Regions from separate parts of the Mus musculus genome. Here region 2 is linked to region 1. A link is a contact called in public Hi-C data. All regions are on one chromosome and are shown on one strand. The core of a region is the stretch at or near the end of the contact, and the rest is flanking DNA. Distances in the headings are between cores, read along the strand shown.

Region 1 (3,962 bases), core at 318-2,817:
AGTCTGAATTGTCACCCTCCCCGGGCTAATTATATGGGGCCAACCATCTTGTTGGTCCTGCTGCTTCCTGTGGCTCTAAAAGACAAGGCCCAGGGATGTTTGTCTCCTCCAGTCACCAATAGCTGAAGGCACTCAGACACCACTAGTAGCCTCTGGGCTGGAGAAGGCCATATTCCACCACATTTCAGGGTTATTCAGCACATCAGCTTAGGGTCCAGCTGTTCAGAAGGTGTGGGTGCTTTATGAAGCAAGACATTTGTGTTTGTTTATAGAGATGGTAAACCAACCTGGAAAATCCAGTCTGTTCCCATCCCCAGGCTCTGAATGAACCGGGGAGAGCATCCTGGGAGACATTATTTCCTGTCAATTACCAGAAACACTATGAGTAAACACGTGGGGGCCTGTTAACACGCACCTACGAGCTAACGGGGCTTTATCCCTCCCTTGGGCAGGTATCAAATGTTCACTTCGCAGTCCATGGGGGACCTGGTAAACAGCCACTGGGGAGTTTTCTTTCCTTTAATTGGAGTGGTTCTTGAAACAGATGTCCGATGTGTAGGGATATCTGGATGTCAGCTTCTGAGGCCAAAAAAAAAAAAATAGAGAGAGAGAGAAATTCCAGTACAGCAGAGCAGGAGAGAGACACGCCAGGGCTAGCCCATCAGACATTGTGATCCTTAAGTAACATAGCCTCTGTTAACACAGAAAGAAAAGTCAGACGTGAAGCATGCAAATTCAAAGCGAGATTCCAGCAACTTAGGCAAGTTCTTCTTGTCCTTGTCCAGTTTCTACATTCCCCTTTCAAGAGCCTGGCACAGGAGCAAAAAGCTCTTCCATCCATCCCTGGTACGGCTCCCTCATTCTTGGGCATTCTGGGCAACACAGGTCTAATGCTCGTCTCAAAACAACCTTCAGCAGGACTAAGGCCTAGCTTTTATAGTTGTTGTGAAATGTAAGGATGTTGAGTCTTCTCGTGGAAGCTGGATCTCCTGGAAGCAGGCATGTACTAGGGCATCCCAAGGAGAGAAAAACAATGGCTTTCGACTGTGGCTTCGGGGCCTGGACGGGAAAAACCTACCCTTGAGTTTTAGGAATTGCATCAACCAAAATGAGGCCCTTTTTACAACAAAGGAGATATTTAGAAAAGAAAGAGAAAAGACATTTAATCAAAATTTAGTCACAACAAGCTTATAATGTAATTTGATTTCTAGAGACACTTTACTATTTTTTTTAAGCAAAGAAACGAGAGTATACATTAAAAATAAACTTTTTCCTTTTGGTGTGCTCTTTTTAGTAGAATGTGACTTTATTCTATATGTAAATTACTTTTAAAAGTCTAAAAAAATTATAGGTTTAAAGACGACATAATAATCTTAAATGTATATTTTCCTAACAACAGGGCTGCAAAACAAGTTAAGCAAAACCAGATAGACTGGAAAAAAAGAAAATAAACAAATCCACGGTTGCAGTTGTAGACTTTGATACTTTCTTCTGGGTAATAGTAAACAGAGAGAGAACACCACCAAGCACAGGAAGGGAAGGGCTTGAGAGCAGCGCAAGCCCGACCTCTAACACTGAGTATTCCTCTCAGCAAGAGCAGGGCGCTCGCCCTTTCTGGTGCACAAGACAGGTCCAAGGGAACATGCACAAAGCCAGGCCAACAATGAAAATAAAAATAAAGATAAAATGTTTGGGCCTCATTAAACTTAAAAGAACCTAAATTGTTCAAGTTTTGGTGTGTGACAATAAAAAGATTAAACTAGAAATAAATATCAGGCTATCTGAAAAAAAAAAATCACCAGATATGTAAAACTTTCAATAATTGGTGGTGCCAAAGGAAGTCTCCAGTGAAAAGTAGAAAATATTCTGAAGTAAATAAAAATAAAAGATGTATGAATCTGTGGCCTGGAGCTAATGTCCTGCTTAGAAGGAAATTTAACGTGTTAACTCCTTAGAACATGAAAGGCTTCAGGTTTGTAATGGAGCCTCTTTCCATAAATAACTAAGGGGAAAGGGAGAAAAATTAGCCCAGAGTTAGAAGAACAAAAATAAGACAGGAATCCATGAAACCAAATGCCATTTGTCAAGAAAAATCAACAGAAGGGATAAACTTTAGCCAAGCTGAAGTGGGAGGGGAGGGGAGAGAGGAGAGAGGAAGGAGAAAATATCAGAAAGAGAAATTGGTGCTTGTAAGACCTCATCAGGAATACTATGAACAGCTCAGAGCACATTAATTCAACAATTAAGAGGAAATAAGCCAATTCCTTAAAAGCTACAGACTCCTAAAACTAAGCCAAGAAAATACTGATTCTATGGATGGCATGTATATATTTTTAAAGACTGAGTTTGTGGCCTCAAACAAGACCTTCTGAAAGGCAAGCCCTGGGCCTGGATCTCACAGCTGAACTTGGATAAACAGTGACAAGAAAAACAACAGCAAATCTTCACAAGGTTCCAGAGAAATTCTGAAGGGAATGTGCACTTCCCAACTCATCTGAGGAAGCTCATGGTGCCTTTCGATTAAAAGGCAACGAAGAAGGAGTCAAAGAAGAAAAACACCGGCCAATCTCCCTGATAATATAGCTGCTACAAAACAAAGAGCAGGCCAAATACACCATTATACAAAGAGAATTACACACACAGGGAAAATGGAATCGATCCTGAGATAACGCTGGAGCAGGGGGAGTTCATATCTGTGTGTGAAGACCACATCTGTGTGTGGTCCTACAGGCCCAAAAGCCAATGGTGCAGGTGAGGCCTGACCCAGTCGACTGAAGGAAGTTACTCATTCAGGGAGGGGCAGGCCTTTTGCTCCATCCAGGCTTTCAACAACTGAGTAAGATACATACACAGAATGAAGACTAACTTACTTATCCTATAGTTCCCAAGCTTAAGTGTTAATCTCATCAAAACAAAAATTCCCAAATGTGACACATTGAGTGAACTCCTAAAACTACCCTCTTGGCACCAGAATGCATTTTCTTAGGATGGAGTTGGTCTATACACAGCTGAGAACACCCTCTGCCCAGAGGAAGAGGCAGTTCTTGGATGTCTCCTTCAAAGCCATGCCCCTCATGAAGTGCTCTCCTAAGGTCCCACCTTCCAATGTGGTCAACATATATGTTAATGGATTAATTGAGCTACTATATCAGAGCCCTCTTGATCCAATCAGTTCCCCCAAAGCCCTGCCTCTGGACATTCCAGTGCGACTTATGGGGGAGGGGGGGGTTAGGTTACTGTTTTTTCTCAGGGACCTAGCACTGGCTTAACTGATCACAAGCTGCCCTCACCTGCCTCTGCCAGGCGCTCCGGGTGTGGGCTGCATGTAGAAGGACTGCCTGACATCCCAGGGTGCTCTCTCTGCCTCTCTCTCTGTCTCTCTGTCTCTCTCTCTCTGTGTCTCTCTGTCTGTCTCTATCTCTGTCTCTCTCTGTCTGTCTCTGTCTGTCTCTCTCTGCCTCTCTCTCTGTCTCTCTCTCTGTCTGTCTCTATCTCTGTCTCTCTCTCTGTCTCTCTCTCTCTCTGTCTCTCTCTCTCTGTGTCTCTCTGTCTGTCTCTATCTCTGTCTCTCTGTCTGTCTCTGTCTCTCTCTCTGTCTCTCTCTTTCTCCCTTTCTGTCCTCAGAGCCCCTTTCTCTCCCTCTGTCTCTCTGCCCTTATGGTTTGGTTTGCTTGCTGCCTCTACTCTTTCCCCAGGTCCTCCTTCCTCTCCCTCTCCAACAATCCCCTTTATCCCAGATCTATTGCACGGTGTAATCGCTCAGAGACATACATTGACACAGGCCCACTAGCTATACCCTTGACCCTTTATTCTTCGTAAGTGTTGGTGGGGAGGGCACTTCGGGTCTACACCTCCGCATGATAACACTTCCAGAGCCACTGTATCTGTTGGATGTGAGGCCATGGTAGTAGAGTAGCCTGAATCTCATTCTGTTCTTGGTCCCATTGAAAACCATCAGATTT
Region 2 (3,957 bases), core at 1,104-3,603, 150 kb before region 1:
TGGCTGTCTTTCTTTTTATATTACCTAGCATGGTATGGTTTTTTTTTGTTTTTTGTTTTTTGTTTTCTTTTTTTTTAAGCTGAAGCTAGGCATAATGTGAAGAGCAGCAAGAACTCAGATAAATAACACACACATACACACACACACACACACACACACACACGCACCCTTTTTTTTTTTTCTTCTATTTTGATCCTTTTGAGATGGCCTTGGCTCTCATCAGACTTGCAGCCAGTCTCTCTGCCTGTGCTTCCCTGGTGCTGGGATTATAGGTTTGAGCCACCATACCCTTGCCTCTAACAGCCTGCATGGAAGGCTTCCTCGTCTTCTGGCATGGGGCTGTGTTTTATGTGACTGCAGATGGCTGCCTGGGCCAAGTTCTCCTGTGTCTGTGTTTCTCCCCCTCCTTCAGCCTCCCCCTCATCCCCTTGACTCTTTTTCAGGTCTAACCCACCACTACTACATTGAAGGGCAGTTAGTATAGTTATAGGTGTGATGGGGCCCCACAACCCCATGATCTTCTAATTGACTTCCAGCCTTGTAAGTGGGCCTGTGTCCCAGGCTGGAATGGCCATCCGTGCTTTCTCCCTCAGGTAGCTTTCCCTCCAGTTCTGTAAGGTGAGCTAGGAAGGCTGAGAGGGCTGAACCTGAGATGTCCATTCTCTGTGAGAGTCTCTGCCTTTGGAGAGCAGCCTTAACTTCTAGAGAGGTTTGGGGTGCTGGTTGCACACACCTGCCTCTGTCATAGCCATCAGGGGCTTCATCGGCCTCACTTTGAGGACCTGGCAGAACTTCCTTTGACTGGCTCCTGATTTCCTGTCCATCCGCAGCCTCCAGTGTTTCTGTGTCTGGGCCCCGTGGCTTTTGCTCAGGTGAGCATGCCTCATGAGCATGCCTCAGTCATGGCACGCTGGCCTAATAATCATAATCTCCAGAGCTTTCAAAGAAGGTGCGCTGCCTGCAGCTTCAGTCTTTTTGCTTGCTCCAAGATCAGTCTTAGTTTTTAAAGTTGAGCAATTTTTCTTCCTTTTGCACTTGGGAGTGATGACGTCCAAGCTCTGTGAGAGTTAGAATGGATTGTCCATCTGGTGTTGCCTTTTTTTTTTTTTTTTTTTAAGTGTGAAAGCATCCTTGCTTTGGTTCTTTGAGCTGGTGAGTGCTTTGCACACTGGGATCAGCTGGTTCCTGTCTCTACATCATCACAGGTTCTCAGCGGTGCCCGTTATCAGAGATGCCATCAAACCCGCAGAATGGGGTGCTGCAGAGTACCACAAACAGCGTGCCTAGTAACTTCAAGCAAGCTCTTCAGCCCCCAGACTCACCCCTCAGAGCTTGGTGCCCTCCTTGAAAAACTGAGGGAGCTGAACCAAATTCTTGCCAACAGCTACTTTTAAAGGCAGTGGTTTTCTAGTACTAGAGAGGAAGGGAAGGACAGAAGGAAGGAGAGAACGGGGTAGGGGGAGAGAGAGAGCACACACCATAGAGCCCTGGGATTTGTTTGTTGTATTTTCCAGAGAATGGGCTTCTAGGAGGCTTCAGGGGGTGTAAGGTCCAGACGCTGTGCATAGCCACAGTTTTCACTAGGTGACCTTTGTGCTTCCAGGTTAGAGTGACAGTCTGGCTGGTGTGGCACTGGTAATCACTGTTTTCCTCGCTGCCAGGCAGCCTCAGTCATGGGTACTGCAGCCCATTTACAAATGCGTTGGACAAAGCGTAACCGTAACTGAGTCGAGTCTTGTCCCTTTGTGCACAGACCTTGTCAGCGCTCTGTGGGTGAAGACGGCCAAGTGGGGAAGTGGCAGGTCTGTCTGAGCTGGACCAGCAGCTTTTTCATGGAGAACCATTTCTCCTTGAAAGATTGACTGACAGCCAAACTGTACCATTTAATCATGGGCACTTAGCAGGCATTTTCTTAGAAACGAGCAAAGTTCACTTGTCACATCAAGGAAAATGACCACAGTATTGATGACCAGTCAGACTTGAGCTTTGAAAAGAGGGGTTTCAAAAACTTGTATTTACAATTGTGAGAGTCCTTCTATGTAATGGTTTTCTGAGATCACTGGAAATATTAAGAAAAGTGATTTCTTTTGCTATCATATGTTGAAATTGGCTAACAATTTGAAGGCATGCATAACCTAGTGTGCCATGTGTTCCTGATGACAAGTTTATGTTACTGTGTGCATGGGTAAAAGATCCACTAGAAGTTTAAGATACACCAATGGACTATAATCTAAACGTACAGAAAGTTCATCAATGTATTTCAGATTCTGTGCCACCGTTGGGACTGGGGAGACGGCTGAGCTGGTAGTGTTTGCCAAGCAAGCATGGAGACATCAGTTTGGATAAGCAGCACCCAGATAACATGCTGGCCATGGTAGCATGCTTTTGTAACCCCAGCAGCAGGCGAGTGAAGACAGGAGGATCCCTGGGGCTTCCGGGCCAGCTCCCAGCCAGTCGCTGACCTCCAGCTTTAGTGAGAGACCCTGCCTCAAAAAATAAGGTGAAGGAGCAGTTGAGGAAGACAGTATTTACTACTGGCCTCTGCACACACATGCACTTCATATGTATGCAACACACACACACACACACACACACACACACACACACACACACACACATCAAATTGAAAAAGAAAAAAGCTCCTTGTCTCATTTTACGACAGGTTCATAGAGGATCCAAGGTTAGCTGGAAAAGGCTGTTCTAAGTACTCCTTGCTTTCCTAGCAACATATTTGAGTGAAGCTAGCCTCGGGGCTAGCACACTGCATCAGGCTAGCACAGTGTGCCAGGCCGGCACAGTGCACCAGGCTAGCACACTGCATCAGGCTAGCACAGTGTGCCAGGCTAGCACTCGGAAGTTCAGAGCAGATGGAAGGCAGACATTTGCAGGAAAGGAGCAACAGCCCTCTCTTTGCAGCCACCTTGTTCTGAAAGTGACTCTGGTTTTTATTTGTTTTCATAAAAATTACGTCAGCTGATAAACTGATCATTGTTATTTTTAAGCAAGTCAAAATGTTTCTGAAATGTGTAGTTTTCTGAGTATGGTAACTATAGAGCAGTATAATCAGCAGAAGCAAAAGTTCTCTGAGAGTTTCCCACTGTAAAGGTACAGAGGCATCCATCCGCCAGCTAAGCAAGGCGACTGAGCACTGTGGAATTTCCACATTTTCAGTGCTAAAGATCAACGCCAGGGCAGTGGGCATACTCAGTAATTGGTCCACGGTTACCATCACTATGCCACATGCCAGCCCTACATTCAGGGGTTTTAAAGGTATCCTCTCAGCCTGGTGTTTGAGAATTTGAAGAATCGTTAATGTATTTTTGATTAAAAAATCTGGGTAAGTTGAAAGCTTGCCTCACACTTGCCTGCGTATGGCTTTGGCTCTGGAGAGACCCCTCCTTCCTGACTGACATTTATAAAATTGTGGCTTTGCTGACTCAGGATTAGTGATCCTATCAGTTGGGAATTTTAGTATGTTGGATCCTGAAGGCAGTTTTCAGAGACTAGTCATGCACAGAACATGTCAGACATGCCAGGTCCCCGAGTAAATGAACCACCCATCACCTTGCTGGCGTGGCCTTCTTCCAGTGGCCTGCTCCACGGCTGGTCTGGACGTCCGCGGGTTCACTGAGACATTGACTGGGGCAGTTGCCTGTGTCTCAGAAGCATCGTGCAAAACCTAGAGTCACTGTCAGCACACCTTCAGTGCTGTGTAAAAGGCAGGCCCGGGGGATTTGGATTTGTGTGTTTTAAGGAATTAAATAGCTCATAATGCTGAAAGGGAAAGCTGAAGAGGCTGGGAATTGAGTTGTGTAAACTGTTTCACAGGAGACTTACTCTGTCAAGTGCTTAGGATAGTTGCTTGCTGGAACATTAATCACAGATGTTTAAAAATATTGTTTTATAAATATCGAAGTAACCAGAAATATTTTTTTGTTTAGATTTCAGTAGTAGTCA

Evidence for each region. A called contact is a pair of places that touch in the nucleus more often than the background predicts.
Region 2: a Hi-C map of liver shows a contact between it and region 1, with 2.1 times the contacts expected there. The contact joins two enhancer-like sites. A contact is called at or near these places in 4 of 484 Hi-C or Micro-C datasets (adipose-derived mesenchymal stem cells, immediate neuronal precursor, liver and 1 more), 3 of 115 datasets of contacts at active chromatin or transcription factors (acute myeloid leukemia, embryonic stem cells and fibro-adipogenic progenitors) and 1 of 9 other capture datasets (adipose tissue).

Annotation. Positions count from the first base shown.
Region 1 is chr7:66,499,181-66,503,142 of GRCm38.p6, reverse strand. No RefSeq gene overlaps it. Among named protein-coding and RNA genes, the nearest start is that of Gm33515, 73 kb to the right of the region's middle. Within about 2 kb of position 1,567, at least 11 of the 459 cell types and tissues checked have an H3K27ac peak or open chromatin away from gene starts, as enhancers often do. A contact at or near this core is called in liver, where this site is marked.
Region 2 is chr7:66,653,332-66,657,288 of GRCm38.p6, reverse strand. The region is part of intron 5 of Asb7 (ankyrin repeat and SOCS box-containing 7); the gene reads left to right. Among named protein-coding and RNA genes, the nearest start is that of Asb7, 34 kb to the left of the region's middle. Within about 2 kb of position 2,353, at least 18 of the 459 cell types and tissues checked have an H3K27ac peak or open chromatin away from gene starts, as enhancers often do. A contact at or near this core is called in liver, where this site is marked.